2 separate regions of the Gasterosteus aculeatus genome follow, and region 2 is linked to region 1. A link is a contact called in public Hi-C data. All regions are on one chromosome and are shown on one strand. The core of a region is the stretch at or near the end of the contact, and the rest is flanking DNA. Distances in the headings are between cores, read along the strand shown.

Region 1 (4,470 bases), core at 864-3,363:
AAGTACAAACACATGAACATGGCTGCGTGAACTATAAACAGGTGTTCTCGGCCGAGGCCTTGTGGTTCCTCGCTGCTGGAGAAAGTTGGAGCTGCCATCGAGGGAGGGGAGGGGGGGAACTGAAACAAACGTCGACCCTTAAAGAGAAAACGTAATTAAAAAAAACACAAAGCTAAGATTTATCAGCGATTCCCTTGGCTGGCTGATGGATTGCAGACTGTAATGTTAACACACCACTAGGTTGAGAGAAACAAAGATCCCAAATGAACCCCCGACATGAACGTCAATCGAGTCGCTGCTGCTAAAATTGTTGCATCAACAAGTTGAATCAAGGCTACAACAGCATGACCTCCCGTCTGTGTTCTGGGGTTGTGTTGAAAATCTACTCAATTTGCACAATATTAGACCAACACTAATTAGCATTCAAGGACACAATCAGACAACTCCCACCGTAATCGGCATGCTGACACGTATTTGGACAACTAGTGAATGCAACCCTGGCATCCATGAAGTGTCCACAATTCACACCTGATGAGCAACGGCGATCGTCTGCACCACCATGGAAACCACCTTAATTGCTATTAGCTTTAACACTATAGGTCATTGGCTCATGTCAAGTTCAATTTGACCTGTTTGGAAACAGCATTTGGTGAAAGAGCTTTAGTGTCAATTGTGATTGGATTAGCCGTTAGGTTTGCCCCGTTCCCTGTAATGATCCAATAAACTGGCTGTTATTGCCTCGTCTGATGACCAGTACAGACTCATTACATCTCACCTTATGCCAGGCGCTGGTCTTTTTGCCAACTACACATACTGATGGGGACAAACAGGATAGGACATAACAATAAGCAGCGAGTTAACGGAGGATGCCCTGTTCATTTCAGTCCAGGATACAATACATAATAAAAACTAATCGGGTCAGTTCTATTTACTTCGAAATTGGCTGGATTAAAAAAAAGCTAAATATCTACAGTGTGTTGATCAACGACTCTCAACATGCTTCTCCGCGTCAGCCTTAATATCACGTGTGAACTGAACCAGAGAGCGTCAGGGCACAAAGCAGATCCAGGGCAAATAAAAGGGTGCAAACATGATTTGACCCTGCTTTGAGTGTCTAATACACACATACTTAAAAGGGAAGGTTCTGAATTAGTATTTTGGTTAGCTTTCGATAATCAAGTTATCCGTACTGTGAGCAAACCTAAGGACCACCACCCGCCCTGTGCACAGGAGGGGTGCCCATTGTGGTGCCTGAGTAAAAGCAGAGAGGACAGACGGTTAAAGAAAAGAACAATGACAAGAGGGACAGGAGGGTGGAAACTGCAGAAAAGGGGGAAGACTAATAAAGTAAAAAAAACATCATTTCCACCTCCCGGGTTGGTTCAGGAGTTGCTCAACTGCATTTTCTTTACTGTGAGCCAATAAACCAAAACGCTGCACACCGTCGTCTCTGACCCACAGAGAAAAATGCTCTTCTTCGGCCCTCCCCCTCTCGTCTGTCTGCTGTGTGTGTGTGTCCATGCTGTGACCACGGCGTCACGTAGCGCGGGAGGGAGGCGACTGCTCGCACTGGCTCCAGCTCCAGTCGAGGATCCGTGCCTGGGTGCCGCTCCAACCCCAGATCCACCCTCAGCTTCAGCCAATGCGTTTGCCGACTGGGGGAGGCAGCCATTCAATGGCCTTCCATGTCGGGGAGGAGAGAGACGCCCAGGGTTAACCCTGGCCTCGCTGGGACAGACAGGGGGCAGACGCAGCCAAGCAGCCAGTGCGCCGGGGAAGACTGCTGCTTCGGCTGAATTACGACTGAAACAGAGATAGCTAGTTCCATCCACTAAGGCGCCCTTTTATGTTCACTTCAGTGATTATAATTTACATTTATGACGCACTACCATGGTATCTTATTCAATATTTTTATTATATTGTATTAATCTGAGGTATATTTTACCCCTTTTTTTCCCTCTCGCCTCTCTACCGGATCACAGCACAGCCGTCTCAGTGGGGAGGGCTACGGCAGCGTAACAGCTTTATTCTTCATTCCGCTCACGCTAGCACTGGGCTACGCGAGCTAGCTGCTATGCCAAACATGCTCCAGTCAGCTCACTCATTCATTCATTCATCCCCTCCTCCGTCCTCTTCTCTGACCCTCCCATCCACCACAGCCTCACCCTGCCCTGCACCACAATCTATCTCTCTATCTGCCTGCCTGCCTTTCTAGGCCACTCAAGCCCTCCCACTTTCATTCATACAACGCCTTGTTTTGTTTTCGAGCTGGCTGCATGGGGGGATGGATGGAAGGAGGCATGGATGGACGGACGATTTCCCTCGTGCATCAACAACAAGAGGAGGAGGAGGAGGAGTAGGAGGGGGCTGTAGCATCCTGGAGAGCTAATCTCTCATTAAGCTTAACACACACACATACACACATTTAAACCTCACAGTGTCATTCAATAATTTGCCTGCCGCTTCCTTACACACACACACACACGTTTCGAGTAAGGAATTTAAATTCAAAGGCGCGTTGTGTTTACCTTTCATTTGGCCGCGGCAGTAAAGAGCCCTGTCTGTACGGCCGCCCGGGGAAGGAACATGGGAAAAGCCGGGCAGCCAATAGCCTGCTGCCACACACGGCAACACTTCCTGCTCTTAACACATAAAACCTCCCCTTTAATTGGCGGTGTTGTCTACAGGCGATGTGCTGGGAACAATAACAAACACGTTTTTACCCCAGAGCCATTTACTCAGGAGAACAAATGCACGCAGACGCACATCCAGCCTGTTGCGCGCGCGCACACACACACACACACACACACACACACACACACACATAGACTTTACTATATTTGGCCACGGTGGGAGTCCTAAGCTTCAAAAGCTTTGCTGTAAAGGCTGAGTGATCTGATGTGAGACATTCACCCTGAAGAGAGTCGAAGAGAGAGACGGGGAGGAGGGGAAAGGCTGTAAACAAAAAGGCTGATTGCTGGGAAGGAGAGAGTGATACTGTCATAAGAAGCGTCAACACACGCAAGCCCACTAATAGACAAATACAAATACACAGAGGCGAAGGTCTGTGTTTGTTCACCGATACAGCGGAGAGAGAGAGTGGGGGGGGGGGGAATAAGGTACGTGGAGGATCTGGGCCCGGCGATGTTGAAAGTTCCCTACTCACGATATTGCTTTATGGTAAACAATGACGTGCAAAATCCTGGTCGAAACAAAACCGAACTGAGAAATACGTACGAGCTGGAGGCGCTTATTCTACAAAAGCGCACGCGGAGAACAATATTTTGTTGTTGTTTGTTTTTTTACATTCCATATGTATATATAGTTATGGTTACGGTCCGGTTGGCCTTTCCCCCTTCACCGTTTTACGTGTGAAGTCCTCCAGACTTTGCATGATGTGGCTGAGGAGGCCGTATGAATGGTTGAAATAAGGTGAGGGGTTAAAAATAGCATGAGCAATGAAAGTAGTTCAAATGAGACTTGATATATGAGCCTAATTGTACCGAGAGGAAGTCAAGGCGTCATTCAACTTGTGTTGAAGTCAAGTGAGTACTGCTGTGTAGGAGAAGGAGTAATTCTGATTGTATACACAAACACAATCAAACAACAAACAGTTTTAAATGAAAGTCCTTAATGCTCACAAAAGGCCCCGTTACCTTTTAAAGCTATTTTTTGAAAATCCAGCTGAACAAAGTCCTTGAAAAAAAGCCTGTTATATTACCAAAAGTGTGACAAAAACTCATAATGCTTTTCGAAGAGCAGACAATTCTTAAATTTGAAGTTTTTACGTGTTGCAGTGGGTAAATGCCCAAAAAACAGAATTACTAATTAGTTATTTTCATGGTTTTTTTGCAAAGGTTTTCCTATGCACTTCTGAATTATGTGAAAACATTTTCCAACCTGTATTAAAGGATTAATAGAATAAACGGACATATCCTCCCCTTTCCTCTGCAACAGCCACTCCCTCTCAGGGCTGTTGACACACAGAAGAAGAGCCGCCATGGTGCAGGCAACTCACCAAACACAGAGAGTTTACTCAAGTCTACTTACAAATACCAAGATATTTGTGGGGCAAGCAACACAGATCTGCAAAGTGAGATTCAAAATGAACAACTTTAAGTAATTCTTCAGACGTGAGCTATAGGATCTTTTTGGGAGCCCAACATATCATGAGGTTAGAACTGCGTAAATGAAAGAATTAGGGGGGGGGGCGAGTGATCACACTCATTAATATAAGAAGACTTAAGCACTTTGCCACTATAAAGGCTTGATTAAATCAATTAAAGATTTCTTGCTTTGCTCAAGGACAATTGCAGACTGTTTGTTGAGAGAGCAGAAACTTCTGGTCTTTACTGACTGCCGCAAGATCCAAACAATTGGAGAAGCAACCTAATTATTAGTGTTTTACACAGCTGCCATAGTGTCACATGGTAAGTCTGAATTTAGGGTTGACGGGCAGCCATCCACGCG
Region 2 (4,470 bases), core at 869-3,368, 47 kb after region 1:
ACGCCGCGGGCGCGCGGATATCAGAATCGATCACGTTACCCGAGAAATGCCAATTGTATTTTGCGCAGCTACGCGCACGCAAAGAGTGGAATTACTCGCCCTTTAATTAGACCCTGCATGCGACGTTGCGCATGCGCAAGATCGAAGGCGAGAGCCTCGTGACCCGCATCGCAAATCTTAATTGACGAAATAAATAATAATAATAACCGTAGTATTTTTGGAGCGACATTAGCCGTAGAAGGTTCAACGGGGGATTTAAAACGGCGTAAGTGGAAGACAAGCTTACTTTAATTTAATTAACAACTGTAAACAACATTACTATTTGAATAACAGCAGAGGTCTTTGGTTTGTTTATGTTACCAATGTCTTACTTAATGGTAGTTTATCTGCCAACACGGATACTGTAATCACAAACTCTAAATGTGTAAGATCTGATGGGATCCCTTAGAAAAACATTAAAATGTCCTTTCTTCTGTATATTTGTTAATGTCAAACAAGAAAACCGTAACAAAATAAAAAAAATATATATATACACATACAGCAACATGTGTTGTGAAGACTTTTAAAAAACACATAACTTACTTTCTCCGTGTATTAGTCCACACTGGAACACAATGCAGGTGCCGACGATAAAACACACAATTTGTGCTCTCAGCTTCAGCGTCCAGCGTCTCATTTTGACTTGGAGAGAAGTTGAGCTCACCTCTCAATAAACAAACAAAAAAAAACACTCCAAAGAGGGAGAAAAGTTCTCAACACGGGGTTGGGATATTAAAAAAAAAGCAGTGGACAAATTCCTAAAAATGAAGTTCGACGTTAGCCAAGTGATTCCACGTCGCCCCCCGTCAGCCGGGGGGAGTTGAACATTTATGAGTATCTTCCCGGCCGACTTGGTGATGTCGGCTGTGTGCGCCCCGGAGAAGAACGCAGACCACTAAATGACGTGATCTCGGGTTCTGGCAACACGCGGGCGGGTACAGATGTTCATTTTCCATAAGTGAAGGCGACAGTCCACGTTCATTTGTTTAATGTTGCTGCTCCGCGTAACGAAGAGAGGAATTACTATTATTATTTATATCCCACACGCAGGAGGAGGTGGAGGAGGAGGAGCGGGGGGGGGGGGGGGGGGGGCTAGTTTGGAGGTCCCCGCAGGAGGACCAGTGGCCCCGGCCTCATTTCTCCGTAATACACCGCTGCGAAGAGGGAATACACCCACCTAGAAATAAAAACAAAACAACTGGTACGAAACGTGTCTCCGGTTTTAGAAAGAAAGCACCGATGAGCTGGAGTTGTGGGTCTCGCGGGAGCCGGAAGGACACTTGTCTCTCTCTCTGAAGTCCACAGGTTCGGGCACCACCCAGCCCTGTTTTCGCTGGTGTCTTCTCGGAACCCCTTTAGGTCGAACGGGAGCTCATCCCGGGAAACTCCTTCGGAGGAGAGCTACGTGCGGGGCGGGGAGGGGGAGAAAAAAAAACCCAAAAACAAAACAACCAAAAAAAAAAACGTGCAACGAGGCAGCTCCTTTTCCCTGCGACGACCTTCCTCTGAACTCCTTCACCTCCCCTGACCAGCTCGCCCGCAGACACCCGTAAAAAACAACCGAACAAACGAACGGGGAGGGAGGAAAAAAATAACGATACGTCTTTTCCCGTCTACGACGAAAGGAGGTGGAGGTGTGGGTGGATGTGGGTGGAAACGGCTACGTTGGACCTGCACGTTGCCGTGAAGTGAGAAAACTCTCCACCGCGCCGCCCGTTTCTTTTTCTTCAGATTAACGTTAGCTGGTGGAGGGAGGGGGGGGAGCTAACGTTAGCTAAAGCTAAGCTAATCCAAAACAAACGAGGCGAGAGTTAAAAAAATAAAAATAAAAACACACACACGCGCTTTGGCTAAAGTCAGCGTCCCGTCCTCGAGAGTGAAAAACGATGAGGTCAACAAACGTGAAAAGAGTTAACAAAAAAAAAAAGAAGAAGCAAGTGTTTTTAAAAAAAAAACTTGGATTCCCGTTCCGTTTTAGCGGTTGCTCTCCCTCCGGTTCCCCCTCTTTCCGTCTCTCTCTTTCTGCGAGTCTCTCCACCAGTAAACAAGTCCTGCCAGTCACCTCAGCTGGGCCGCACGTGGTCTGCGGGAAAACCCGGAGCGGAGCGGCCCGCCGCTCAACCGGCTGGATCCGGATCTGGACTCAGGCAGCGCGGCCGCCAGCGTCAAAACACCGGCGCTGTTTGTCGGAGGGGAGGAGAGGGTCGAGGGGGTTCACGCGTCCTCGTAGAGTATAATAATTGTTGTATATGTCTTTATGTATATAATGAGTTTTTAAGAAAAATAAACACGTAAAGCAGCAGATTCACTTTCTTTTATAACATACGTGTGTTCAAATGCAAAATCACGTGCTGCGCTGAATTGTTGATTCTCGCCACCGTGGGTTGTTGAATCTCAATTATTTAGTCTATTCGTAGTCTTTTCTTTTGTACAGACTGTGGACAAAATAACAGCCACACGAGTCCTGCAGTAATCAGTAACCAGTTTGAGCCTGCAGTCAAAACATATTAGGATTAATCTCTTGATCATTTTCTCAGTGACTTGTTTTGTCCACAAAATATCAAATCAGTTGCCGAACAATTTTCAAAAGAACAACTGTCCCGAACCCATGCAAGGATTGTAGGTTACAATCATCTGTACGATGAGAAAGAAAATCAGATAATCCTCGCATTAAAAAAAACGATTGTACTATTAATCAATAATGAAAATAGTTGCAGTTTAATTTCCGTCATTAATGTATGTCAATCTTCTCAGCTCTAACTAGTTATTTGATGACTGACTGAACAAGCCAAATTAATTAATTTGCCAACTTATCTTAAGCCTTCTCTATACACCAATGTTTTGCTTACTTAGCGACCGAGAGAAGTGTAGTTTACATATGTACAGAAATCAACAAAGAGAACTGATATTTTCAGCTGAATTTCAAGCAGTATGGAAGCAGAAAACCCTTGTGGCCAGAATAAGCTCTCCCTGTGTCATAAAGCGTTGTAAACATTGCACACTGCCTTGTCCGACAGCCACGAGGTAAAGAACCTGCCTGCAGTCACACAGGTTTCCACCATTCCCCCAAATATCCACATTATCCTTATAATGAATCCTGACCTATTAATGAAACACATTACTTGGGGACTTGTTACTACTTCCAGGTCGGTGGCTGAATCCATTCTCACCTCAACATGGGACTAATGGAAGACAAGAGAACCCAATGTAGTAAAACATTTGCCTCTTTTTGATCACGTGTGCCGCTTGTGTGCCTGGATGGACACACACTGGCCCGCTCTGCTTGTGGAGCCGGCTGCTTAATCTGAGGAATGTTGTTACCCGGTGAACAGAGTAAATGAGGTCTTAGTGAGATTATATGTCACAGGTCTGAAGGACTAAGGGTTGTGGAATCTAGTCAAAACAGATCTCGTTGTGGTAGTCACGCTGTCTGACGCCACAACTGGAGGCGCGCACACACATGCAGCCTCTGTCCTTGTGTTCTCTTCACACACACACGCACACACACACACACACACACACACACACACACACACACACACACACACACACACACACACACACACACACACACACACACACACACACACACTTCCTCTCAGGTGCTCTGCACCACTTTCTTTCCCTTTTCAGTATAGAGGAAGTCAAGTGAGTGACTTTCTATCCCACAAGCACAAGAGTGCTGTTTCGAGTCTGCACACGCAGCCGCCGTACTACCTTCATTTCAGTAGGTGGCACTAAAAATAACTCCAGCCAATTCACTTACTCCAAACGTCAAACCGGGAAAAAGGGATACAACGATTTCAATGAATGGGATTAACTCCGGCCAGAGAGAGAGAAGTGTGTAGGGAGATCTGGGTGATGCCAAATAATCATAATGTGGATTATAATGCGGTTTGTGGAAGTTCATTGCTTCATATACTGACTGCAAATGATGAATTTGGAACATAGCATGGCTGTTTGGTCATTCATGAACGTCTTTTTATTTTTATTTTTTGTAACTCACACAGGCAATCAATCTGTAACAACATGGATGTTGCAAAGCCGCCGTTTCTGTGAGTAACATGTTGACACATCTCTTTTTATCTCAAGCTCCGGGGCAGATTCACCACGTTTCCGCCCGCTATCTGCACGTTGATTCAGACCGCGGGATATGCAGATATGTGGATGTCACGAAGATGGGTGATGGTTGAAGAAAATTTGCTTGGTCAGCGCACATTACGTCAGTGAACGCCGCCCATGAAGCCCTTCAAAGGCCCAGCGTACAGCTTTTCACCTTCTGACGGCACACATCCAGCTTTGCAATAATGTCAGCAAGAGCACAACAAAATACTCTTTTGTCCCTTCAGGTCCGGCAAGGCAGATACACGGAACAAGGGAGCATTGCTTTATTTGATTTGGATCACTGATTCCAATAACAAATTATATCTT

What was found. Hi-C and Micro-C count contacts between places; a contact is called where the count stands out from the background.
Region 2: a contact with region 1 is called in a Hi-C map of whole body, with 4 times the contacts expected there. The contact joins the promoter of insrb here to the enhancer-like site in region 1. A contact is called at or near these places in 3 of 6 Hi-C or Micro-C datasets (skeletal muscle, tail fin and whole body).

What each region holds. Positions count from the first base shown.
Region 1 is chr8:16,298,883-16,303,352 of fGasAcu3.hap1.1, forward strand. All of the region lies in intron 2 of insrb (insulin receptor b), which reads right to left. Among protein-coding and RNA genes, the nearest start is that of arhgef18b, 25 kb to the left of the region's middle. Within about 2 kb of position 2,114, at least 9 of the 9 cell types and tissues checked have open chromatin away from gene starts, as enhancers often do.
Region 2 is chr8:16,345,484-16,349,953 of fGasAcu3.hap1.1, forward strand. It overlaps insrb (insulin receptor b), which reads right to left and starts at 2,119. Exons shown (of 23, transcript XM_040184073.2): 1 at 583-2,119. The coding sequence starts at 676.